Linked DNA regions of Mus musculus: regions 1, 2 and 3 are each linked to region 4. A link is a contact called in public Micro-C and promoter capture Hi-C data. All regions are on one chromosome and are shown on one strand. The core of a region is the stretch at or near the end of the contact, and the rest is flanking DNA. Distances in the headings are between cores, read along the strand shown. Region 1 overlaps Arhgap32 (Rho GTPase activating protein 32). Region 2 holds the start of Barx2 (BarH-like homeobox 2). Region 3 holds the start of Arhgap32 (Rho GTPase activating protein 32). Region 4 holds the start of Nfrkb (nuclear factor related to kappa B binding protein).

Region 1 (6,440 bases), core at 2,146-4,645, 800 kb before region 4:
TGAAATCCATGCTTGCCTCTCCACCATGTGCTTAATACTTTGGGAGGCATGTCAATAACAGAAACGATGTCTCCCACCTACAAGAATCAAAATTTCAAGCCAATTGTTATATCTATAATTATGATATGTAGTATATAAAAAAGTACTACTTTATGCTTTAATAAATTTTAGGAAACCATATGTCGTTTAAAGATAATTTTAATAATCTAACCTTTTACCAAAGGGTATTCTACTGAAAGTTAAATAGGACAAAACTGTTCCAGGTAACAGACATGGAAACTTGAAAAACCAGATTTTAACACAATATGTTTTTAAAGACATACTTATTCGTCAGCATATGAGGAAACACTTGTATGTTTATATGCAAACTTTGTGTGCATCTGGTACCTGCAGAGGTCAGAAGAGGACAACAAGTCCTCTGGAACGGGAATTATCGATGGCTGTGAACCATCACATAGGCTCTAGGACCTGAATCTGGGTCCTTGCAATAGTAACAAGTATTTGTAAGTACTGCATCATTTCTCAGCCAGGTATCACTGCATCACCATCACTTCTGGCAGAACACATTCTCCAATTCATGATGGTTTTATTTTACTATGGTGCAAAGAACAGGTAATCAGTGTAAGCTTTGTGCGGTGTCCTTTTGTAATGCTGGTGGAAACTGACAGCTATGAAATCGTGTGGCAAACAACATACACTCTAATCCTAGATGGATGGCAAAGCCAGGGTGCTTGCATTACGTAGATCAGTGAATTTCTGAGTCAACAGTACTTTCATTTTACTAAGACATCCCTTTAAGGAACTTTTGAATGTTGCTTTTGCTGCCATAATCAAAGATGAAAGTTATCTCAAAAAGACAGCATTAAATGCACATACTTACAATAGTAAATCTATTAATACTGATTATCATGCACATACAAACACAACATGGAGCACCTAATTAATATACCTGATTCCATCACAGTGGAAGAAGCTGGAGATGAGCGCATAGTGACTTAAAGCCTGATGACCCTGCATCAGCAGATGACACTTACACTCCACTAAAAGAGTAGGCTCTTCATTGTAAAAGGCAATTGTGTAGGTTTGTACAAACGAACAAATCATAAACACAGACTTTTCTATTATATATCTAACAGAACCTATATTCTTTACTCAAAGAAAATGCACATATGGCCAGCAGTAATTGGACCTAACCGGGTTCTACGAAAGAGAACATGGCATCACTGAGGAGGAGTGTTGGGGAGGACTGCAGAGGAGGCAAAGGGAAGAAATGGATAGGATTAGTATCTCTGTAGACATGTGTGAAATTCTCAGAGTCTTTAAAATAAATAAAAATATTTAAAAAGAATTAAACTTAAAAAGAAATTATTAAGTACTGAAATGATGAAACTATGGTTTTTTATTTTCCTCTGTTTTTAAATGTTTAATAATTTGATACTTTATAATGAAGCATTTCAACATGAATTTCTTTCTATCTATCTATCTATCTATCTATCTATCTATCTATCTATCAGTGTAGAAGGTATGACTAAGTAGTCCTAAATGTCCTGGAATTCACTACATAGATATGCTGGCCTCAAACTCAGAGACCTGCCTGTCTGTCTCCCAACTGCTGGGACCAAAAGCATGAGCCACAATGCCTGACATTAAAATTAATGTCTTAACAGAGATTTATTTAATGACAAATTGTAACTTTTCAGTACAAAAAAATTCCATAGTAAGAATCAAAAGAAAGAAAGGAAAATGCCAATGGCTGTAATGATGGGACTGTGTCTGAGGGGGCACTACTATTGCTACTGCTACAGCTACTATTACTATTACTACTACAGTCCATGTACAGACATCTGTCGTTTTATGCTTACACTCATTTCACTAATTGGTTTGAGAACAGTCCTCATTTGACGTCGTAAAACTGTTGCACTGTTGTTCTTTTATTTGCTCAGTCAACACACATTTACTGGTTACTTACTGTACCGAGAACATTCACAAATGCAGAGAATAAACATGAAAATCAGAGACATGCCTCAGCCCTCAGCAGGCTCAAACTCTGCATCCATCCCCATGATAAACACTTTGATCTAAACATTCTACTTCGTCTTTCAGTTTTTATTAGCATGTGCTGGCTGCACAAACTGTTGGGTTTCATTGTATTTTCATGCATGTATACCGTGCCCTCTGATCATAATCATCCTCCATTACTCTCTCTTGTATTTATTTTTTAAATACATAAATTCTTAAAACAGCTAGAGACAGGTTATACAGGTAGCAGGGCCAGAGAACAGTGAGGCCTGCCTAACTGCTTACCTCTAATGTCAGTTCATCAGGGGCCCGAGCGGTGTAGCGCTTGATAACATGGGCAGCACCGACAGCAGGAGTGTTGATGGACGACTCCTCGTGAACTAGAAGATGGTTTCCCTTATTGTCGATCTACAATAAAAATCAAGCACCATGGAGTGTCCAAAGACACGGATCTGTCTATCCACAAATAAAAACTCAATTTAGACAGGTGGTAAGCCCCAAAAGTCTTTTAAAATAAACTGTCATTTTTGGGAACAGCAAGACAGCTCAGCAGGTAAACAAATGCAACAAGCCTGATGAGGTAAGCCGGATCCCTTTGGACCCACCTAGTTAAAGGAGAGAAGCAACTGCTAAAAGTTGTCTTCTAACATCCACATGGGCTCTAACATGCCCCACCCCCAAAATGTAGCAAAACCCTTTAAAACCCTATCACTTATTAGGTAGCTAATATAGGGCAGTAAGTATGCTGTGCATATAATGTATACGACTTAATTTAACTCTCATAATCCCAAAATGTGCTATCATTACCTTTACCTAAAGGTAAAGAAGACAACCTGGAGAAAGTTATGTAATTTTAGAGAAATTAAATTACTTTACTAAGATCACTCAAGCAATAATGGCAAAGTCATGGTCTTAGTGCAAGTAGACCTGGCTCCTCTTACCCTCTTGGCAGTGTCTCAACTTTTACTGGGAGAAAAGAATATATATAATTCTTTACATCCCCAAATTAACATACACAAGTTAACATACACAAATTAACAATAAATATCCTGAGGCATTCTCAAATTGGTACCTTTAAAAGGGTGGTTTATTGGCTCATAAATTACTAAAAAATATTTTCAATTATTAAGCAAATGAAAAAACAAGTAGCTTACGCTGTATATGTATAACAATAGGTATAACAATGTCTAACAATCTCCAGATTTATAGAGATGATAAAATTATTTTTTTGAAAAATAAAGAGAAAGATTTTCTATCCAAAAATCCAGTCACTCTGGAGAGATGACTCAGCATTTAAGAGCAGTGGCTGCTCTTAGAAGAACTGATTCCCAGAGCCACAGGGTGGCTCATACCATGTATAACTTCAGGTCCAGGGCATCTGAAGCCCTCTTGTGGCCATTTGGGGCAGCAGGCACATAAAGAGCACACAGACATTCATGGAGGTAAAACACCCATACGCATTCAGGTTAAAATTAAAAATATCAGTTACCAATCCTCCTGGATTATGAGTACATTCTTTGTTTCTTTATTTGTGAAACTCATCTATAATCAAATTACTAATAAATGCCTTAAGCAAATAATTTTAGAATAAGATTTCATCAGAGCTGATCAGACAGATACCTCCATCCAGGTAAGGGCAGGCCCACAGTTGATCTTGTTGCCAGCGATAGTTGAAAGGCGTGACAGGTAAGCTGTAAGCATCTGAGTAACCGACTGAAAAAGAGAGACTCACCATAACCAGAGGGAAGAGCAACTCTTTGCTTTACAAAGTCTCATATAGATTGGTTTTTTTCTAAGAGGGAAAAAAAGAAACCTAGAGATCCTTAGGCACTTAATAATTACATCAGGTAGAGATAGTGGCAAACACCTTTAATCCCAACAGTCAGGAGGCAAGGGCAGGAGGATCCCAGTTTAACCAGAACTGTAAAGTGAGACCCCCCATCGCCAACACCAAATAATAATAATAATAATAATAATAATAATAATAATAGCTCTAGAGACCTCATCACTGAGGGTATGGAAGATTACCTCTGAAATGATGGCACTTTTCACAGAGGAATTCAGCTACTGCCTAATGTGGGGATTTTAGCTTTTAATACCTCATCGTATGAGGCCGTATTCTACAGCTTCTAATTTCAGGACTTTCGTTTTGTACCTTTGTACTGAAAATACAAAATGTGTTTATTAAAAGACACATCTGTGGCTTTTCTGCCAAATTTTCCCTTGCTTCCCTTTACTGCCTTTGGCTGTAATCTCCATGCATATAGCTGCACAGGAGTGGACTAATTCCTGTGATCCTACGCCACAGTGTGACATGACAATCTGAGCAGGAACCATGACACAGAACCAAGTCTTTATGCCTGCCCACCCTCCTCTTCCTGAGTTCAAAGGCAATGTGGAGGAACAAGCTGCTGTTGCTGGCTCCCTGCTTTCCTTTCTGATGCCTTACACTTCCCGCCACGATGAACAAAATCTCTCTGTAAATGTAAGCCACAATAGTTCCTTTCTCCGTGTGTGTGAGTGTGTGTGTGTGTGTGTGAGTGTGTGTGTGTGGTGCTGTTGTTTGTAAACTGAAAGCCCAGCCCAAGGTTTCAGCGAGCCTGTGAGAACTGGCCTCGAAGCCATTTGGATGATATTCCTGCATAGAGTCCAGCTGTGTTCTGCCTCTCAAAAGCCCAGGGCTGACTTCAAAAGCAACAGTCTCTTCCATGGGCCGAGGAAATATGACGGCAAGCCAACTGTAAGGCTACATTGTGATTCTTGCTCACGGATCTCATTCAGATCTACAGTGTCAGGCAGTAACAAGTAGAGAACAAAGACATTACAAGAGGTGGTTTCCCAAGGCAGGCTGTGTGAGCAAGCTTAAAGCTTGAGCCATGGGAGTATGAATGATGAAGGTCTATAACTGATAAGGAATTAGCACCCTTTAAAGAGAAACTTCCTGCTCCGGATATACAGTAGCAAACTACCCTGAGGGCAAGATCCCACTCACCAAAGGTACTAACTGTGAAAATGCCATTCTTTAGACAAATTGAGCCTGTCAGGTGGCGGAGGCACATGCACGCCTTTAATCCCAGACCTCGGGAGGCAGAGGCAGGTAGATTTCTGAGTTCGAGGCCAGCCTGGTCTACAAAGTGAGTTCCAGGACAGCCAGGGCTACATAGAGAAACCCTGTTGTGGAAAGAAAGAAAGAAAGAAAGAAAGAAAGAAAGAAAGAAAGAAAGAGGGAAAGAAAGAAAGAAAGAAAGAAAGAAAGAAAGAAAGAAAGAAAGAAAGAAAGAAAGAAAGAAAGAAAGAAAGAAAGAAAGACGGAGGGAGGGAGGGAGGGAGGGAGAAAAAAAGAAAAACTGAGCCTAAGCTCCAAAAGCCAATGGAGTTTCTAACCGTGGAAGGCAACTACCTAGGAAGAGCTTCCACAGAGTCAGCCCATGGAAGCTGCTGAACAGTGGGGGCTGACATGTATAAACCAATTTGAAACCAACCAGGAACTCTCTTCCTTATTGGCTAACTTTCATAAGTGCTGGAAAGTGCTACACAGGCCTGGGGTGGTGTGTGAGATTAATGGAGAAAAGATATTACTGGTCTTATTCAGAGCTGGTCTTTACATGAAACAATACCAACATTCCATGTAAGTGGTGCCCATTAGTTCAATAGTGAAACAGATATTATGGAATAACTAGGCACTTTTTGATTAGATTTGATGTGCTCTCCACAGGAGAGAATTTTGTGTGTGGTAGAGCAATCCTGTGTCAAAAGTCCACACATGGCTTAGAAAGTCTCTGGCCCTGAGATAGAATGTGTTGTGGCTATTTTGCCAAATAGTCAGGACATCTGTCAAATTGCCTTCTAAATATTTATGTGAATACCATGAGTGAGGGCAGAGCTTTTGACATTGATTACAGAACTTGGGGGGCTTGGGGGGCAGTGGGCAGTAGTCAATGCAGACAGTGGTCTAAGTGTTAAGAAGCTGCATCAGACTGTTCAGCACTAAGGGACACATCTTTATCAAGTACCCCTACCCCATGCCCTCGAAGGCCCAGAGCAAAGCTTGGAAGAGGAACCAGACAGAGTGTCAATGCTAGAGGACAGAGAGGAGTGCAATGAAATACTGGCCTCCAGATAGGAAATGGTCACTGCACTCACCACACTAGGTGTGGTTACTTGTACAAGACTCGGGCAAAATCAAACTACCCAAAACTCCAGCACAGGTAGTGTAGACAATGTCCAGGCCCCAGTCTTTACTGAGAACAACTGCATTTGTTAGACTTAGTGGTGAGGGTGGGGGGTCATTCTGCTGGGAGGGTGTGGTCAATGGTAGGCTTCCAATGCTCCAGTGGATGGCCACACTCACGTGCACACAGGCAGCACTGAGTGGACTTAGTGAGTTCCCAAAAGAGGACCAGGAGGGGTATGTTTTGGAG
Region 2 (6,557 bases), core at 609-3,108, 530 kb before region 4:
CTCCGAGCGCTGCAAGCCGGTCTCCCTGTCGCCTCCGTCAGACTCAATTCCCGCCAAGCACTTAGTTTCTTCGTGGCTGCCTATGGTGCGGCATGGCACTGTACGGGTGACTCAAGAGAGCAGCGCCTCAGGATTAGCACGGCAGCGAGTGTTGCGCTGGGTCCCTGGCCCCTGGCTCCTCGCGTAGCGGGTCGAGGCGACCGGTGGCGCACCCCGACAGGTCCTAGGCCCTCCGTCCTCCACAGCAGATAGTCCACAGAGTCCAGGGATAAAGGCAAGGACCTCAGCCTCTGGGGTACCTAGCTGCAGTGCTGGCTACCTATGTCTGGTACAGCAGAAATAAAAGCAATCTCAAGAGTTAAGAAGGAAAGAGAAATCAGGCAGAGGCAGACACACGAGAAATAAAAATCATTAATACGAGCTGATGCCCACAGCAAACGCTCGACTATGATTCAGTCTATTAATGCCTATTTTCTTTAAGTGTTTAATCATTAGTTCAGCAAGTTTGTTCCTTAGCGAGTTTAACCACCGGCCCAGGTGCGCGTCCCGACTTGCTTCCGCGGCTAACCATGCTCGGAGCGCGTAGCCACGGGATCAGTCGCACCGTGCGAGCGTCAGGCAAACACCATCGGCTGTTTTGTCCCAAATTCTGTGTCCCCGCTGTCCGTTTCTTTTCCAGCTTGCGCACACCACTTCAGGGGCACAGTCTTGGGGGCTGGGAGTGCACCCGGAGGTCGTTTCCCACGGCCGGCCGGCCGGCTGGAAGAGTCACTGACAGCAGGAGCTGTCCTAGGCGCTTAGGTGCGGGCCGGACGCTCTAACGCAAGGATTGTGGTTAGGAACAAAGTTCGTACAGACATTGGTAGGAACAGATTCTGAGATTAGGACGCTAGGAAGAAAGAGGCAAACCATCCCCCAATACCAGAAGTGTGTTATACCCCGGAATGGAAAGCGGGATTGGGCACTAGGAAAAGCCAGAATTTGGGCTAACTTTGGAAGGGCCGCGGGCACGTCGCGATCCCGCTGTTTTGGCCCTTTCTGGCAAAAGAAAACCGTTGTATGAACAGAATTTAAACACACACTCACACACACCACATTACTACCCTAGTTTATAATTGGGATAACGGAGTGTGCTAAATTCATTTGTAGTTTGGGGTCGTAGTGAGGCAATCAAGTTTGCAACCTTGGAGCAAATGCCCCACCTCGGGAGCGCACGGCTGCAGCGCGGGCTTCGGAGCTGTGGGCTGGGTTGAGAGAGGACACTGTGGTTTAGGGAAATGGCCCAGCGGGGACAAGTGAGGCTCGGTGGTCGTCGGAAAGCGCGCGCTCTGGAGCCCGGAGCTTCGCGATTCTGGATGAAGATGCCACTGCTTTATGGCAAGAGGTGTGGACATAGCTGCCTATAGGGTTGCGGGGGCGGAGGGGCGGGAGCGGTGCCCCCTTTAGCAGGACTGGCGCTAAGGGAGGACAGAGGGGCGATGCGACTCGGAAAAGTGGCGGCTAGACTCCTGAGTCCCTGGAGAAGGAGGCGCGCGCCCGCAGTCCTGCGCGTGCACACACACACACGAGCGCGCGCACACACCCGTACACACACCTGGAGCTGGGGGAGGGGGAAAGGAGAACCGGAGCGAGTGTCTTAAAATAGAGCCGCCTGGGGAGCGCTCGACTCTCGGATCGGCGGGAGGCAGCGGGCAAGAGCGGTCGGACCCGGGGTGCGCAGGTCAGCACCCCAGCCGCACGGGCGCGCAGGGGCGGGGTAGCGGCCGACGCCCCTCGGCTCGCGCTCCGCACCTGGCCCTGCAGGAAGTGCGCGCTGATTGACAGCTGCGGTGTCCCAAAAAGGCTGTAGTCAAAGATGCTGCTCGGCGGGTGGGTGTAGACGCAGCAGGCGCGCCCGTGCCCTCTCTGCTTTGCGCGCCTCCCCGGGCCCCGCCGCCCCTCTGGCTGCCGAGGAGCGGGGCTCAGGCCCCAGCCAGCGAGCCACCTCCTGCGGTCCCGGACGGCCAGGCGCTCGCCGCGCTCAGGTCGCCAGGCTCTGGTCCCGGCTCACCATGCACTGCCACGCGGAACTGAGGCTGAGCTCACCCGGCCAGCTCAAAGCAGCCAGGCGGCGCTACAAGACTTTCATGATCGATGAGATCCTCTCCAAGGAGACCTGCGACTACTTTGAGAAACTTTCCCTCTACTCTGTGTGCCCGTCGCTGGTGGTGCGACCCAAGCCCCTGCACTCTTGTACCGGTAAGACAACCGCTGGGCGATATAGTGGGCTGCTGTACTTTTGCCCGTGTGCGGTCGCCTCTGCTTTCCAACCTGAGAGCCAGAGGGACCAAAGGATTCTTTTCCTGCGTCCTTGCAAGAACAGACTCGCCCGCCAGTGGTGGGCATTCAAAAGCGTTTGCAACCGGGCCTGGGCAGGTACTGCTCCCTGGATGGGAGATGAGTTAAGACCAAGTGGTCCTTGGAGTGAGACGCCAATGTAGCATAACTGTCCTGGCTTCTTGGAGAAAGCGTCCTTCTCCCTGGCACTACCGGGGGTTTTAGTGAGAAACTTCAAACACTTGAACAGATTCAGTGCCTAGGCGGTTTCACGCAGTGAGCTTGTCAGTTTCAACTTTAATTTGGTGGTCTCATCTTTCACCTAGAGTTAGATTGCCCAGCCTCTTTTGTAATTTTACAGGTAAATCGGTTTCATGGGCTTCAAAATAAACTTGTGACTACATCAAACTTTACTTAAAATGATTGCCCTCAGGAAAGTAGTTTTGGGCTGTGCTGAGTTTTGACACAAGCAGAAAGGATAAACCCCTTGTTTGTTTTAAGTGACTAAAACCAACACTAGTAACAGTTTTTTTAAAAAAAAAAAAACCCTCAAACCTGGTTTCCTCTGTCCACAAAAACTAGACCAATAGGAAGGAAACAGAGAATTTAGTAATTACATTGAAAAAGTAGATCTGTAGGAAATCAATCCAAAGACATTTAAAACAGGGTGTACATTTAGAGAAGCTCTGGGTTTCAAAGTTCCCTGGCAGATGGGGATCAGGCTACAAAAAAGTTAGGTGGAGCTAAAACAGTTGAAAATATTTTCAAGGAAGTTCTTGACTGTGCTTTCCACTGAGAGCAAACAAGTGCTTTGGGCCTTTGGTTCTGTGCTTGCTGTATGACTGCCATGAAACAAACTCACGAAATTATAATTGGAAAAATGGAAGTGTGTGCCCACTGCAGTGGTTCCCAGACTTCTTTTCTGAACTTCGGGGATAAAAAGCTGCTAAATGTAATACTTGGAATTCCATCTCTCCCACGGTCCAGCCATGCTAGTCACTAAGTCTAAATAATAAATATGGGGAGAGGTTTTTCCCAAATCAAGTTACTCCTACATTTGGCCATAAAATGAATATTTCACTTCTTTCAGCAAGGTAGTTTTAGACTTGATATCCCACAACAAGCCTTGTAATACTGAATTTTATAAACAAGAAAATAATCAAGGTATACATTAAATAGATTTGAGAAACAAGATAGAGGCCCACCCTGCTGGCATTTTGTCTGCTATATATGTAGAGTCTCCAATGAGTCATCTGTGAATGTTTGGGGCTGGAGAAGTAGGCTAAATCTTCTCTTTGAGAACATTTATTTGCCACAACAATAAAATCCCAATGAGGACCCCCCCCCGTGACAATTCTCATTGTACCCCGTTGAGTCTCGCTACCCAGAAGATAGGTTCAGTTCCTGAGGGACCCAGGGCCCTGTTTAGTACCTGCTGCCTTTCAGGGGCTTTGATGTAATTCTAAGGCCACTTTCCATGGCTTGTGGGAGTCACAGAGTTGGGTCATGCAAGAAAACATGCTGGAAAAAGAGAGGGAGAAAAAGGCCCAGAAAGTTTTCACGTAGTCAGTCCAGGCTAGTTCCATGATTTATGGAACCTTGGGTGGGAAATAAAACAGGCACACTGCAATGATTCAAAGGCAGTTTTGTGAGCAATAAAGGTGAGTTGACATGGTCGCAGGCTTGTCCTGTGTTCCTAGAAGTTCTTGGTTTGCTGCAGGAGAGGTTATTTGCGGTGGTTTTCTTGCCTTCTTTTTCCATTCTTCCCCCTGGATCGTTTCTTTCAAAATGTGCTTGATTTGCTGTAGTTGAGACTTAAAATATAGAAAGTAGGATTTGCTAGTGGAATTAAACTCATAAAAACTGGCTACAATAGTTGATACTTCCAGATCGTAAGCCTACAGTGGGTTTACGGTTACAGAGAAAGCCTTGCGTGTATGAGATCATAGGAAGCCCATTAGAGACTTCTCTGGGGTTTTATGCTTTCAAAGCTGTCTTGTACTTTTTAACTGTCCAAATCAGGGTCAAAAAACAAAACAAAACAAAACAAAAAACAAAAAACCCTTAGCTAGGATAGCTACAATCTTTTAAAAATTAATTAAAAATAATAAAACTGGAGTTGCTGGTATCTACAGCGAAACAGTAATGCATTTTTCTGGATAGAGACAGATGTGCAGCCTAGGTGGCCGAAACACTGTCGGAGAAATTCAAAACAAGTGGAAACTTACACTGGAATTAAAGTGACCAATTTTCTCATTTTTAAAGTTTGCACACCTCCACCAAGCTTAAGTAACTGTGACAGAAGTGAACTCGGTCAGGCAGAATGTTGAAAATGAAGACTAAAAATCTCTCCACAATCTGCTCCACTGTTGACCAGCGTGTTCAATAAGCATGAAGGATAAGGGCGGAACAAAAGCCACATTTAGAAGACTTCCACCTAATTAAGCAGTCCGTGTTGCTAGATTTAGTAATCCAAGTGGCAATGCATGATATCAAATCTCCGCAGGCAGTAGAGTGTGTATTTAAGTAAACAGAGGAATGGAAACCTTTTTCATTAGTCAGATAATCACCTGGCAGTCATTCATTACTAAACATTCTCCCTTGGTGGAACACTCATCATTAGAAAAGTATTGTTCATTTTAACAGGTCTTTATTGAAAACACAGCAGTTTTACTCTTACAGAGTGACTTCTAAATGTTTTTTTTTTCTCCCCCAGTAGTTTCTCCTAAATCCAAGAAAGAGAATTGATACTGAGAAAGAGAATCCTTTTTAAGTCAAACTAAAGGAAAGTTTCATCATTAAATTAAAAAAAAAACATACCCAACAAACTAAAGTAAGCCTCCATTTAAACAAAGTTTACCACTCACGTCCTCAGTGAGGTATAATTTTTTTTTTAACTTAAATGAGTATGTGACTCGTACGTCTTATCTTTAAATCTGATAACAGTAATCCTCATACAGAATGAAAACAGATTGCCAGTTGGAAGTCAGAAATCGTGTCTTGAATAGTAGAATGGTGTCAGTGACTCAAAGTTTACCCAAACGATGTACACGTTATTATTTTATAAATACAGCACAGCTTTTTGGGGTATGCTGATGTTGTCTGTTTTGGGTCATCAGTAACTCCAAAGTCATTGAATAAAACTGGCTCCTCCCACTGGGCTAGATTGCAAAGCCATGGGCACTTTAATTTTTGGAAGCTTTGACTTATGTTTAGATCTTTTAGAAGTAGTCAGAGTTTCTACATTCGAGGAGTGTTCAGAGGAAGCCGGTAACTTGTTTCACAAACACAAGCATGCAACAGTTTACCCTAAGGGTTTTCCTGTGAGATTATTGATAAACAAACCTACAGTATTATAATTAATTTTTGTTCTTAGAGTGATCTTACAGTTCCTCATGCTTGTCTGTGGGGAGAGAATACAGATATTTGGACACTTTTATAACATGCAACTTTTCATTATTCCAGTAGAATCTGTATAGTCTGGCTCCTTTTTCCCTCTTGGGCAGAATGGTTCTACTGAATCTATCTGTGATTTTTTTTAGTGTCAGTCCTTTAGGTCTGCCCACGGTGTTGGAGCTGGCAGGGGCCGGGAGGTTAATCTTCCAATCTTCCCAAGTGGAAGATCTATCTATCTATCTATCTATCTATCTATCTATCTATCTATCTATTGCAAAGTCACAGCGCCACATTAATGTTTTGACAGAGTTCAATTTACTTTTTATATCACTGTTCTTGTCAGGATTCTCAGAAATCAGGGAAACTGTTGTATCTTGGTTACACACCCTGGATAAACTCCCTGGGTGCAGTCACACCCAGGGGACAGTCAACCAATTAAAAGGGGGCATTTTGGACAGGACGATTATCTTAGGAGGTGGCATTGAGAACATTTTATCCTCTGGTGGGTCCACGAGAAACGAGTTCTTTGGGGTGGTGTCCTTGGGCACATTTATCAAAAAGACTGGATGGCATAGCAGTGAAAAGCTAAAGGAGGCCCAGACATGTGTTGTAGATCGCAAGTGCTTCGTGAAGCTGGCTGTACCGATTCCCCCAAATCTCAGCTCTTTTATTTGGAGACCAAATCCTGTAGCATATTGGGAACTTGAGAATCGGGCCCTGGAATGTTAATGGAGAACCATAAATCAGGGTCTGGGAAAATGGTGGTCATTATCAACGCTGCCAGAGGCAAGCAGGCTTTTCTTAGCGGTTACTTCCACGGCTCTCTCCTGCTCCCATTCGAAGGG
Region 3 (6,522 bases), core at 2,053-4,552, 650 kb before region 4:
GCCTCCTTAGCAGGTGAGGAAGAATGGTATTCAACACTGTGTGTATTAACAGTGCTCTCTTCCTCATGACAGCTTTCACAAAGCATTGCCACATGCTTTCTGTCACCTGACCCTTCACAACTGTATAAAGGCAGTACACGCTTTCCCACACATAGTTCATATTCTTAAAAACAAAAATTCTGAAATGACAATTGTGCCCCAGGAAAGTAGGATGCTATTGTGTTGGTCAGTTTTGTTTTGCCAAATTGACATAAAATCACCTGGCAAGAAGGAGTGCCTCTATCGGCTACCCCACGGGCATGTCTGTGAGGCCATTTTCCTAAGTAATGTCTTACAAACAATGCCACCACCAGGCATGTAGTCCTGGTTTGGTTATAAGAAGAAGGACAAGCCACGGGGAACAAGGCAGCAAGCAGCATTCCTCCCACTATCTTCTTCAGTCCCTGCTACCCTGTTCCTGCGATGGCTTCCCTCAGTTTTGGACTATAAGCTGGAAGAAGCCCTTTCCTCTCCAAGTTTATTTTGAGTCATGTTTTATCACAGCAACAGAAAAGTAACTAGAACAGAACTATAGCCATGGCCTATCTTCAAGTCCACTTGCCTCTTGACTGCTTCCATGGATACCAGATTACATGTTCATTGGTTAAACCCTTAAAATTCTCATGGATGCTAGTCTTAGCCTTTAAAGATGCTATGTTTAGTCATTTTCTTTTGCTACTGTCTTATGAAGAAAAACATCTGCTAGTCCCTGACATTTATTAAATTCATCTATAAGAAACAGTGAGTCTATATATACTATGCAGATAATATGCCCAGTCAGTTTAGAAAGAGAATATTCTGATGGAAAACCCATCTGATGGAGATGGAGCTCAGATGGTACAGTGCTGGCCTAGCATGCACAAAGCACCATATAAATGGGGTCTAGTGATCTAAACATTAATCAGAAAGTGGAATCAGAATTTGATGGTTGTCCACTGCTACAGATCAACGTTGAGGCCAAGCTAGAATCTCCAAGACCTTGCCCTAAGAAATGAAGGAAAAAGTCACCCAAAGAGGAAAAGGCAACAATAAAAACATCTTCAATATAAAAGCAAAAGAAACAACGAATTAGAAAGAAGTGGAAACGAATTCGTTGCCATTAACGTCTCAGCCCAACTGTGGCTAAGCTTCTGGTGACTGAAAAATAATGTGGGGTTGGGAAAGGGAAATAAAAGGAACATAACTACTACTGGAACTCAACCCGACATCAAAGGCTCTAATGACAGCTGAGCCTGCCTTGCTGGTTCTTAGCCTCTCCCTCGGAAACAAAACTGTTATATAACTGACCACGGTTCTCCAACTAACACTTCCTCTCTGTCCCACATACGTTGTTGCCCCCACCCCCACCCCGTGTCACCCTGCCCCCATCTCCATGGGCAGGATCATAAGCAATCTAGGCTGCCACCATAGCTCCAGCTGGACAAGCCTCTGTCCAAAGTGCTGCTTTATTCCAGAGACTGCCACACAGAGCACGATAAGAACGGATTAACTGGCTTAAGCACAGTTCCAACCTCACTTCTGGTCCTGAGGAGCAGCTCCACCATAGCTATCTTTAGGATGAATCAGATTCCAGACATCCCTGCTAATGGGAATCACATCACATCAGCATCCCTCATCTTTACAAACAACCCGATGAACAAGAACATTCAGCAAGAGGGTTGAACTCTTGAGGCTGTGCTGTGGCAACTGCTGCTCCTGATGCCTTCCCACTCAAGGCCAAGGAACAAATGTAGACGTCAGTTCATTCAATAATGAAAAAAATGCATTCACCAACCACAAGCATCATTACTCAAAAATATTCCCACAAACCCAGTCACTGAATCAAACTAAGCAGTTTGTGGACTTCAAGGGCCAGTTACGACAAGCACCGTTTGCCTTTTCTTCTTCCAATAGAAACACACAAATAATGGCAGTGTTTACATAAGCAACCAATGTATCAGAAAAGTTCTGCCCATTCAGATGCACTTAAAAGGTCTCAATCTGCGCCAAATAAAACTCTGAAAGAATGGAAAATAAAAGAGATGCTGACAACAGTGCCACGGCCCAGCTATCCATGTAGCATCATGCAGTGCCTCGAGCAGTTTACAGCTTGACTGTAGTTCTGCATACGATCAAGATTATAATTATCCCAATTCTATTTCCTAAAGGATAACTAGGAGACCATCCCAAGCATCCCGAGATGGGCCTCCTCCTCCCACCACTTTCTCTAAGTCTCAACTGCAGGTAAGGATCTAAAGGATCCAGACTAAAGCTAAGAAATCAGGTCTGATTTTCTCCCTCCAGTGTCCTCTACGCCAGGCACGAAACCTTTAACATAAATATTTACTCTAGTCAACAAAATGGGTAACGCAGTACGCGGGAGGTGACGAGGGAAGCCAGGGGGAAGAGAGAGGCACTAAGTCATCACTAATGTCCAACTGAAACAGCAACTTCAACCAATTAGAATAAGAGGAGAAACTCCACTGGAGTCCCAGGGAGCGGAGACCGCTGGCTCCGCTGCCCCTACCCGCGCCGGGGTTCCTCCGGGAGCAGCCGGGTCCCCGTGGAGGGGCGCAGTTGCCGGACTCGGCCTCGGGCGGGAAGCGTCGCAGCAGGCCCGGAGGCCGTCGGAACGCCCAGTTCGCCGAGGGATGCTAGCGAGAGGTGGCGGGCACGCAGTTCTGTCGCCCCGGGAGGCGGGAGAGACCCGAGATGCCCCCAAGAGCATCCTATCGCAACGTGCACGCCCAGAAGCACCGGTGCCGGCCAAGCTAGGAGGCCCCGCAGCCCTGCCCGCCGCGCGGCCCACGTCAGCGGCGCCCCCGGCCAGCCCGCCCGCCCGCCCGCGCCTTACCGAGCCCCGCGGCCCCGCCGCGCCGCCGCGGCGTCGCTTCGCGCCGCTCTCCGCTCCGTGTCTGCCCTCCGCGGGCTGGGCCCGCCGTCCTCGTCCGCCGCCGCCGCGCCTAGCGCCGGGCCGCCCAGGGCCGCCGCGGGGGCTCGGCCGGGCGCCCCCCGCGCCAGCGCCTCATCCCGCCTCGCCGCCCCGTCAGGCGCGGGGGCGCCGGCTGCGGGCCGCGGCCTTGGGTCTGCACCTCAGGCAAGCGGCGCGCTCCCCTTCCGCGGCCGTCACGACCCCCGGGCCGCCGCCGCCGCCGCCGCGCGCTGCAGAGCCCCCTCGCCCGCACGCCTCGGGTCGCCCCCGCCCCGCTGGTCCGCGCCCGCTTGGCCTCCGCCTCCAGCGCTCCGCCTCCTCTGCACCCGCGACGCCCGCAGCGGGAGAAGAGGCGCGCCACCGCGGCCGCGGGCACGAGCACGCGCGAGGAGGGCGCAAGGAGCGCGCGCACGGCCGCCTCGCGCGCATCGAGGCCTCGCCTGCTGTTGTCCCGGGAAAGCATGTGCACGGCGGGGGGCGCGGCTGGGGGCCACTTGGAGAGGAAGAGGGGAGCCGAGTGGCCGCCCTGGGGCTTGCACTTTGGCTGTCCTCCCCTCGGCCTCTGTGTCCTGGTGGGGGGGCAAAGATTCCAGAGCCGCCGCAGGAAAAGGCATCGTCCGAGACTACGGCAGTGGCTTCTCTCCTCCCACTGCTGACCCTACAATCCTGTCCCTGCACCCGGGAGGGAAGGGGTCGTTGCCGCTAGGCAGGAGATCCTCCGCCCGTGCTCTCTGCTTGCTTGGAGGCTAGAATGAACTCGCACCGCTTATATTTTGGAATTGAGGGGCAGGGTGCCTGAGAGTTCCCTCAGTTAGCTTCTTCATCCAGAGTTCTGGACCAGCAAATTCAAAGTGGTGTAGCTGAGGAGAAGGGCAAGAAAGGGTGAAAGAGTAGGGAACTTGAAGGTGCGTGGTAAGAGACGGATACAGAGGGACTCCCTAGGAATCCCCTGACTGGATGCCATTGCCCTTGATTCTTCCATGGTTCTTTTGTTCCGCCTCCGAAGGCTGAACAGCACTTCCACCTGCAACGACCATCAGAATGACAAAATGCAGGAGAGATAGCTGGATAGTCTGATTTTCCTCTACCGCAGCTTCCATCATCCCCCTCTCCCCCTTTTAATCTATATACCTTTTAGTCCTTCTGACTCGTTCCATATCGAAATGTTGGGGGCAAGGGGAGCAGTTAACCTACGTAACTTGCTTTTATGTTTAAGCCTATTAATGCCAAATACTGCATCATCTAATGTCACTGCAGTGATTGGGTCCACTCAGCATTTAGTCATTTCAGTGGGAGTCATTGAATGTAAAACATGGCCTTGACCGCAATTAGCTGAATTTCAAGGGCACACACAAACCAGGATTTTACCACATCCTGGGGAGAAATTAGAGAGTGTACAGTAATGAACATGTATGGTAATTCCATTTTCCTGACAGTGTCAGTAGAACCAACGTTACTTTAGGGTAAATAGCCTACATGTTTTCTAGCATAGAACCAGGAAAGCTGTGGAATGTGAATGGCAGAGACACAGACTAGGATGGGAAACATCAAGAAGCCATGTTTGGTAGATGAACCTCAGCCCTCTACTGGAAGAAGGATCTTAGGGGTCTTCTTGAAGAGAAGGTAAACAAGGAACTCTGAAAACCTGAAATTGAATTTTCTTTCTTTTTACCAAATCCAAACTTCCCCTTTGGGTCCCAGTGAGCAATGTCTACCCGAGGCACAAGAATGAATCCAGTAACTTGTGTTGGTCTGGGGAATGGTGAGCATGAAATGTGACTCTCCTGTGATACCCGAGGCAGTCAAGAGAGGAAGAAGAACTGGGTCACCACAGGAGGCCAGTTTTGCCCAAGGGCATGGTATATTGACTACTCTCAGCTCATATCCTCCGGAGTCCATCTGCATTCCAGTCAGAAAGCCTTCATGTCCTAAAGTCTTACATAAAACCCTGAAATACTGACTGTTTGATGATTAGATGAATCCAGGGTTAGGCTTCGGTGATAGATAAAGGAGATAGGTAGGGTTTAGGAGATAGATAGATAGATAGATAGATAGATAGATAGATAGATAGATATGTATATATAGTGTTTTAAATCCTCTTAAGTCTTTTGGGAACTATATTTTTATTTGTATTTTATCTAGTTTGAAGAAAGAATGGATTCCGGGGTTTCTGAGAGGTACAGGCAAGTCCAGGGATTCTGATCCTCCTTTGTCTGTTGCGAGCCTTGCTCCCTCCCGCTGGAAAGAATCCTCCGAATGACCTCTGTGTCAGTGCTTATCAGTGCTAAGCCTGCGTATTAACCCAAGGCTTGACCACTGGGCAGTTCTGTTCACATCTGACCTTGGTATTCTATATACTTCCAGTAATCAAGTACCTCGGTCTTCCTGATATCCTCAGCGACTAAATTTATAAATCACAAAAATTGCAACATTCCCTAAAAATAAGAATTAAAAAAGAAAAAGAAAAAGTCTATCCAACTATAAAACAAAGCTAAGTGATAGGATTTGCTTTCTATGTGTGACTTGCTTCGGTATTTACAAGGAAAGAGGAATGCACACCCCACCCCAAGCTGTTGGATGCCTCAGGCTGGCCTCCTCGCTCAGCCTTGGCACTGTCATCTTCCAGGAGGTGGCATCTGGGCTCCCTCCCTGCATCTCAGATCTGTTGCATTGCAGTCCTCTCAGGGCTGAGAAGCAGAGTCACAGTGCAGACAAGAAAAGCCAGCCAAAGAGCAGCCTCACAGATGACTGTAACACTTGCCTAACCTTGAGTTGTAGAGAAGGAGAGAAAGGAGCTTATTTAAATCCCAAAACTGAATACTCAACAGCTGGCTTGAGACAAGCAAGTTGTTAAGAGTGGGCCAAGCTTAATAGAGAATTTTCCCAAGCTGACAAATGACATTGCTTTGTGTATTTATTTTTCTGACCAAGAGACCAGCTCCATATTACATTCCCATTCTAAAAGGGGGAGAGCAACAAAGGAAGTTTGGTTGTTGTTGTTGTTGTTGTTGAACACTTGTTATCTTCTGAGCGTGGTGACCCACGCCTTTATAATCACAGCCCTTGGAAGGCAGAGGCCAACAGATCTCTGAGTTTGAAGTCAATCTGGTCTATAGATGGAGTTCCAGGACAGCCAGAGATACACAAAGAACACCCATCTTGAAAAACAAGCAAACAAACAAAAAGATTTGCTAACTGAAGCATTTCTCCTAGCCATTGGGAGACATTTTAAGGACTTACGGTGTCCTCTTCATTGGGGTTTGACAAATCTGGGTGCACTTGAAATGATAAGCTTTTCATCTTCTCACCCATCACTTTTCTCCCACAAAGCGGTTTTTCTTTCTTTTTTAAAACCATGACACCAGCTGCACCTGTCTGCATGTTTGCTTTTGAATCATTCAAGTCCTTTGTCATCCCTCTGTCCTCTAGTAGTCTGAATGTTGACTTCAGAGCTCTGACCTTGGGCTTTTCCTATTCTTTATCTACACTCCCATCCTGGGCAGTCTCCAGCTTCAGGCTTTAAATAGAATTCCATGCATTGACTCTGACCTCTCCCAGAGCTCCAGACTTAT
Region 4 (7,304 bases), core at 3,197-5,696:
CTGGTAAATGCCATTCATACCTAGACATGAATGTTTCATCATTGCTTAAAATATATACATGTATGTAAATGTGCCAATATATAGGTATTTACTTTTTATTTATTTTACTCATATCTGTGGTTTGTTTTAATTAGCAACTTCAGAAAATGTTTCATTTGATCAAGGAAAGGAAGGGTATAGCTGCAGAAAGAAGGACATTGTACTGGCTAGATTTTGTGTCAACTTGACACAGGCTGGAGTTATCAAAGAAAAAGGCGCTTCAGTTGAGGAAGTGCCTCCATGAGATCCAACTGTAAGTCATCTTCTTAATTAGTGATCAAGGGGGAAAGGCCCCTTGTGGGTGGGACCATCTCTGGGCTGGTAGTCTTGGTTCTATAAGAGAGCAGGCTGAGCAAGCCAGTAAAGAACATCCCTCCATGGCCTCTGCATCAGCTCCTACTTTCTGACCTGTTTGAGTTCCAGTCCTGACTTCCTTTAGTGATGAACAACAATGTAGAAATATAAGCTGAATAAACCCTTTCCTCCCCAACTTGTTTCTTGGTCATGATGTTTGTGCAGGAATAGAAACCCTGACTAAGACAGATATATAAACCTGTTAGATAATTTTGACTTTACCCTAACAACATAACAGAGCCACATGATAACCATAAAATACCCTTTCATGAATGTATCCCAATCACCTTAGACTCAAAATAATCTAATATCTTTTTCTAAAATCTTGTGGGGTTTTTTTTGTTTGTTTGTTTGTTTGGTTGGTTGGTTGGTTGGTTTTGGTTTTGGTTTCTCTGTGTAGCTGGCTGTCCTGGAACTCACTCTGTAGACCATGCTGGCCTCGAACTCAGAAATGCACCTGCCTCTGCTTCCCAAATGCTGGGATTAAAGGTATGTACCACCACTGCCCAGCTTAAAATCTTGTTTTTCCGTCCAATTTTAGTTTTAGTATCTAACTTGTCTGGCATGAACTAGGTACATAATAAAATAAGCACCTAATAATAGAACAGATCTCATAAAGCAGTTTCTTGAAAGAGAACACGGAGAAGATACAAGTGAGGGAAAGAAGGGGAAGGGGGGAGAGGGGAGTTGAAGGGAGGGACAGCGAGCACATACACACCCTCTCTTAACAGATGGTAGCTTCCCTACTAATGAGGACTTTACATCTCACCTGCGAAAGTAACCAACGGCATGCTGATGTTCTGTCCCAAGACACACACTACTCCTGACTAGAAGGTTACCATATGAACACACACAAATCAATCTGGGTTTGTTTAATGTTTCACAACAGGAAAATCATTTAAGGGAAACACAATTATGCTCTTAAAATATTCCACCTTTTTTTCTAACTAGTGAAAATTATCTTGTTATAATATGGTTCATTTATATCATGCTGGTATTATTCTGATTGGTTGATCAAACATGTAGACTATCTTATACTGTTTTCCTTAATCAAAATACTAACTTCACTATGCTTTTAAACATAAGGGAACACTGCTGAAATGTGGAAAATAAAAGGGTACAAGGAAGGCAGAGGGCAGAGGAAAGGGGGTCAGAAGATGGGGAATGAAACACGTGCAACAATGTTACTACTCACATCCTCCAGAAGGTCTTCGGGCAGACTAACCCTGGTACCACCCAGAAGGCAGTCCTCCATGATTCCTGTACTGTGACCATCTCCACAAGGACCAAGTTCAAGGGGATCTGTCAGCATGTGGTCCAAGGAATCCATTGCTTCTTCTCCACAGGTAGACTACATAAAAATACACCCTGAGACAGGAAAGCAGAGATCAGATGGATGCTAATATTCAATCTCAAGTCTTTTGTTTTTTAAAAGCAGGAAGCAGGGTCTCATTCTGTATCCCAAAATGGCCTAGAATTCACTATACAGCCTAGTCTAGCCTCAAACATGCAACAATCCTCCTGCCTCAGCATTCCTACAGTAGATTACAGAGAAAGTAACCATGGTTCCAATTTCCTTTTACATCACGTCCTTTTCTCTAACCACATAGCTGTCCTTCCACCCTTTAACACCCCATTTCCACCAAAGTTTCAAGCCTACCTAACCTAGTAAGACTTCTCGAAATGCCTCTACAACAACGTCTGAATTCTTACGCTCCTTACACTTTCCTTTTATATTAGAGTTAAGACCCAGGAATTGAGTGCTAACCAGGCATGATCCATCGAGTGCATAATCCCAGGACTTGGGAGGATAGGGCGGGAGGATCACAAGTTTCAGGTCAGCCTGGGGTATGGGATGAGGCCTTTGTCTCAAAAAATAAAAAGTAAATGACAGACCATGGTCCACAACTACAAGTTCCAAGGTCAATAATCTATTTGAACCATTATAAATCCACAGGCAGGATTGGCAAGACACCTTAGTGGGTAAGAGTGTGTGCCACACAATGACCTGAGCTTGATCCCGAGACCCACAGCAGAAGGAAAGAACCTCCAGAGGAGTGCTATGGATATCCGCACGCACGCACGCACGCACGCACGCACGCGCGCACGCACACACACACGCTGATGGTATTTTTAATTTAAGATTGTTTTTAAAAAGCCATTAACATTAGTAAACTCAGATACTAACTTATATAAATTATCTCTCAAGTCTTGTTTTTTAAAGCAGGGGGTAGGGTCCCATTCTGTATCCCAGTTTTCAAGTAATTCTTACAGCTGTGCTTATTATACCTATTATACAGGTACTAACTGAAGATCAAAGCTTGGAAATCGCTTACCCAACTCTTGGTTGGCTTGCCTGCAGATGTTAATATCATATACAATACTTCTTACATACTCTCAGTTTAAACTGTAAACACCTGATATGATTTTATTCATCCACATAAATTCCTAGGGCTCCAATCACCAGACTGTTATTAGCTGTCAGTGGCCAATCTGACCTTCAGATCCATGTAAGTTAATGCAAGCATTTCCCAAAGCTGGAATCAGTATGAAGCTGAGGCCACGGTTCTGAACAGTGCTAAGGCACAGTGAACTGGAACTCACCGCTGTACCTCAGTGGTTCCCAGCCTTCCCAATGCTACGGCCTTCGAGTTGTGGTGACCCACCTCCCAACCATGAAACCGCTTCTGTTGCTACTTCATAGCTGCAATTTTGCTGTTACGACTTGTAATGTAAATATCTGTGTTCTTCAATGGTCTTAGATGATCAGTCTGAAAAGGTCACTCAACCCCCACTCCAAAAGGGTCATGACCCAGCTGCTCTACATGTACTGGACTCTTATCACTATTACTGACAAACAGACCAACAAGCCCACAAAAGTGGGAAGAGCAACCAGATTCTACCCTGGGGCCGTCACTATCTGTGACATCTTACCTCACCAGGTGTCAGGCTCCTTACCTGTAGTTAAGGAGGAGTTGGACCAGGCCCTTCCTACCTTTCTTTTCTCTTAGGATCTTAAAGGGAATCTCCAGCTAAGTGAGCTTACATTAACAGTGAAGATCCTTCCCACTTCCCAAGTTCTCAAATGATAATGGGTAAGTCTGTAATATACCTAGAATGGAAGCTCTTTTCTGCAAAATGATTTCACGTTCTGACAGTATTTCAGATCAAGGAAAGATACGGCGAGTGTTACATGGACACAGCTGTGTGGTCCCCAGGTAACTGTGCGCGCTCATCGTCAGCACACAGAGAATTGAGGACATCCTGCACGCATGTAGCGCCTAAATAACTGAGTGAAAGTGAGAAAGGAGCAAGACACCTGCACGTAACAAAACTTAAAAAAAAGAAAGAAAAAAAGAAAGGAAGGAAGGCCGGCAGGCAGACCGACAGACAGAGGCAACCTGATGCTTAGAATAAACTCCTCTTAGCGTAAGTGGCATAGACAGCGTGCAAAGCCAGTTACCTCATCTGACAGGTGCACAATGTACACAACTCACTCAGAAGCTGCTTCCAATACCGGCGGTTGATTAAGCTACACATAATTATCTAGCGACAACCGCTGCCTTGCCACTTATTCTGCACAAGAACTCAAAATACAAAAACAGGGGCGCTGCTAGCGAGCCGGAACCCCGGAAGCTGCCGATTTCTAAGTGTTGGGGGTGTCCCGGGCTGCTTCGCTAGACCAGGAAGGCCTCTTCTCTGCACCTGGGCTAGCCCACCCTCTAGACCCTCGCGAGCAACCAGCAAGCAAGGACCTCGGACCGCAGCCCCACGTCGCCAGCCCCACCTGCGCGCAGCGCGCCGCGGCCCGCCCCTCCCCCACACGTCCTCCCCCTAACCCTCGCCCACCCGGCAGCCGCACGCCACGCGTGGGGCCCGCCGCGTGCCCACGGCAACGCCCCGCTTCTCCCTTTCTCCCCGCTTCTCCCCTTCCCCCGGCACCCACCAAACCCGACGCCTGGGCCCGCCCTCACCTCAGCAGAGTCCGCGGGTCTCACCCGGGGTTCGTCGGGCCGTGGGCTCCGAAACGCGCTCGCTCCCGCAAGGCGTCTGGGTACGCGCACGTTCCGGGCTCCGGCAGCGGAAGGGGCGGGACCTGTGGGGCGAAACCTAACGGCGGGGCGGAGCGTATTGGGCAGGACGGGCAGGGGCGGAGCCTGTGGCAGCACCTGAACCGCCCCGACGCGTCTGGTGCCACAAGCTACGTCGGTGCGGAGAAGGCACGATCCATTCTGTGCGGGGTTCTCCTGGCTCAGGAGCTTTGGAGGATAGAGCGATGTCGCCTTTTGTCAGCTGCGAAGCAAGAGCACAGTCTGACAGGCACCGTGCTAACCACCACTTCTTGTGTGACAAAATTTTTCCAGGGGATACTCAACACGACAAATCAAAATACCGAGACCACCCAAGTCCAACTTGGTGAACTACTATTGGGATTACTTGCAGGCATATGGGTGAGGGTTTACTTAACAAGAGCAGAAATGACTTAGCTGAAAAACCAAGGCTCACCCCAGCATGAGTGACAACTCACAAAAGCTGGGAACCTGAAACACTGCACAGCCTACAAGCAGCTCAACAGGTTGCAATGAGTCCTTTCCAGGTGCCTCAGTTGGTCTACACCTTTCCAGGCAGCTCAGCTGGTTTCTGCTGCCTCCAGGTAGCTGGTCTGGCCTCAGAGTCGACTTTGTAGCTTTTTCCCCAACTCAGAATCCTCAGTTTAGCGTCCTTCCATCTGAGAAGGTCTCTCAGCTTTTATCGTTTATTCTGGCAGAGAGGAGCCTAAAGAATCTGATCCGTTTCGGGGACTTCCTGAAGCTATTTTGAGTTGCTTAAAGAGCTTTTCTTGAGTTGTTTAAAGAGCTTCCCTGCAGAAGAAAACTGTTAGACACCACCACTCTGTCGGGAAGGCTTTGCTGAGGCCACCAGACAGTGGAGGACCTCTTGCAGTCTTGAAGGTTGGGAAATATAACACAGACTCTAACCCATGTCTCCAAGTCCGCACAACTTGCAGAAAGTGAAAACATCGACAACTTACTCTTATGATTCATCATTACGCCTTCTTTCTCTAAGACCGTCTTATTTAGAATGTCTTCTCAAGTATTCTACAGTTCACCCTCTGGTCCTGCGTGGGTTAGCCACTGTTCCTTCGGTTTAATAAACATGTCAGGGGAGCAGGGCATGCCAGGCATGTCCTTCTCTCAGTGGAAAATAGTGCTTTCCAAATAAAGCCAAATCTTTGCACCCATGCGCACGCGCACACACACCCACTGACTCTATAAGCGTCCTTGGATCAGCGGGGCATGGTGGCGCAAGCCTTTAATCCCAGCACTCGGAAGGTAGGCAGAGGCAGAGAGGCAGAGAGGCAGAGAGGCAGAGAGGCAGAGAGGCAGAGAGGCAGAGAGGCAGAGAGGCAGAGAGGCAGAGAGGCAGAGAGGCAGAGAGGCAGAGAGGCAGAGGCAGGTGGATTTCTGAGTTCAAGGCCAGTCTGGTCTACAAAGTGAGTTCCAGGACAGCCTGGGCTATACAGATAAACCCTGTCTCGAAGAAAACAAAAAACAAACAAAAAAGATGTCCTTGGATCCTGTTGGAATTAGAAACCACCAATTAGAAATGGCAGTGCAGCGTCACTCTGGGTGACCAGACAGGAGAGCATTAAAACATTACAAACTGCCATTTTCATTAGCCCTTGTTCTTAGAGCAGTTTTAGGGTCATACAAAATTTAACAAAGCATAGGTTTACCTCAACCCCCGCCCCCCCCACACACACACATACTCTTCACCCACAAGTGATACATATTTCTTTTTTTTTTTAAGATTTATTTATTTATTATATGTAAGTACACTGTAGTTGTCTTCAGATACACCAGAAGAGGGCATCAGATCTCATTACGGGTGGTTGTGAGCCACCATGTGGTTGCTGAGATTTGAACTTCGGACCTTCGGAAGAGCAGTCGGGTGCCCTTACCCACTGAGCCATCTCACCAGCCCCCCCCCCTTTTTTTTTTAAATAAACTTATTCTTTTTTTTTAAGATTTATTTATTTATTTATTTATTATATGTAAGTACACTGTAGCTGTCTTCAGACACTCCAGAAGAAGGAGTCAGATCTCGTTATGGATGGTTGTGAGCCACCATGTGGTTGCTGGGATTTGAACTCCGGACCTTCGGAAGAGCAGTCGGGTGCTCTTACCCACTGAGCCATCTCACCAGCCCTACATATTTCAAATAACTGACAGATCTATGTAATATTGTTTCACTGTCCACCCAAAAATTAACCTACTCATCCTTACAATTCCCCTCCCCTTCTCCCTCCCACCCACAAACACTGATGTTTTAAGTGTCTCCATCACTTAGCCATCAAACTTGCCACGTTCCTGCTTTAGACCTCCAAGTACTGGCATTATCATGAATGCCGCCACACTTGGCAGAGATTGCATCTTTTTTCCAACTAGATAGTAAATATTATGGTCTGGTTCTGGTAGTAGGGACGGAATGCAGGCACTCTGCCACTGAGCTGCACCCTGAAAGCTTGTATTGTTTAAATATTAATTTGAACTTCCCTGGTGCTAACATGTGGAGCATACTTTCACATGTTCATTTATTTGTGTATATTCTTTATGAAGAAATCTTCATGCCAGTTCTCACTAGGACTGTTTGTTTCTTTTTCTTCTTTGTGTACTCTGGCTAACAGTCCTTTATTAGACACATAATCTGAAAACATTTTTTCCCTGGGTCTGCCTCTCCATCTCTTTCTTGCTCTCACTGTCTTGAATTCTGTCTTGATGGTAAATACCTTTAAGCTGTGAGGCTTTTGTTTTTGTGTTTTGGCTGGTTGGCTGGCTGGTTGGTTGGTTTCATTTGTTTTTTTGCCCTATAATTTTCGTTTTATTTTACAGTGCACACATGGGGCCACA

What was found. Promoter capture Hi-C pulls out the DNA fragments that hold promoters and counts their contacts. Hi-C and Micro-C count contacts between places; a contact is called where the count stands out from the background.
Region 1: a contact with region 4 is called in a promoter capture Hi-C map of embryonic stem cells, with 2.9 times the contacts expected there. The contact joins the enhancer-like site here to the promoter of Nfrkb in region 4. A contact is called at or near these places in 4 of 39 promoter capture datasets (embryonic stem cells, hippocampal neurons and liver) and 1 of 115 datasets of contacts at active chromatin or transcription factors (astrocytes).
Region 2: a contact with region 4 is called in a promoter capture Hi-C map of embryonic stem cells, with 2.6 times the contacts expected there. The contact joins the promoter of Barx2 here to the promoter of Nfrkb in region 4. A contact is called at or near these places in 6 of 39 promoter capture datasets (embryonic stem cells, hippocampal neurons, liver and 2 more), 4 of 484 Hi-C or Micro-C datasets (all in embryonic stem cells), 5 of 115 datasets of contacts at active chromatin or transcription factors (embryonic forebrain, embryonic stem cells, pancreatic cancer cells and 1 more) and 3 of 9 other capture datasets (adipose tissue, embryonic stem cells and pancreatic islet).
Region 3: a contact with region 4 is called in a Micro-C map of embryonic stem cells, with 6 times the contacts expected there. The contact joins the promoter of Arhgap32 here to the promoter of Nfrkb in region 4. A contact is called at or near these places in 5 of 39 promoter capture datasets (embryonic stem cells, liver, maxillary cranial neural crest and 1 more), 3 of 484 Hi-C or Micro-C datasets (embryonic stem cells and olfactory sensory neurons) and 1 of 115 datasets of contacts at active chromatin or transcription factors (embryonic stem cells).

The regions. Positions count from the first base shown.
Region 1 is chr9:32,183,621-32,190,060 of GRCm38.p6, reverse strand. Arhgap32 (Rho GTPase activating protein 32) reads right to left here. Exons shown (of 23, transcript NM_001370958.1): 8 at 3,640-3,732; 9 at 2,305-2,427; 10 at 1-77. Among named protein-coding and RNA genes, the nearest start is that of Arhgap32, 150 kb to the right of the region's middle. Within about 2 kb of position 3,395, at least 17 of the 459 cell types and tissues checked have an H3K27ac peak or open chromatin away from gene starts, as enhancers often do. A contact at or near this core is called in embryonic stem cells, where this site is marked.
Region 2 is chr9:31,908,586-31,915,142 of GRCm38.p6, reverse strand. Barx2 (BarH-like homeobox 2) reads left to right here and starts at 1,858. Exons shown (of 4, transcript NM_013800.2): 1 at 1,858-2,238. The coding sequence starts at 2,052. Gm31497 (a long non-coding RNA gene) reads right to left here. Exons shown (of 3, transcript XR_379218.3): 3 at 3,945-4,130.
Region 3 is chr9:32,029,083-32,035,604 of GRCm38.p6, reverse strand. Arhgap32 (Rho GTPase activating protein 32) reads right to left here and starts at 3,302. Exons shown (of 23, transcript NM_001370958.1): 1 at 2,873-3,302.
Region 4 is chr9:31,383,334-31,390,637 of GRCm38.p6, reverse strand. Nfrkb (nuclear factor related to kappa B binding protein) reads right to left here and starts at 4,446. Exons shown (of 26, transcript NM_172766.3): 1 at 4,368-4,446; 2 at 1,589-1,761. The coding sequence starts at 1,723. It overlaps 1700023A20Rik (RIKEN cDNA 1700023A20 gene), which reads left to right and starts at 4,590. Exons shown (of 1, transcript NR_165167.1): 1 at 4,590-5,635.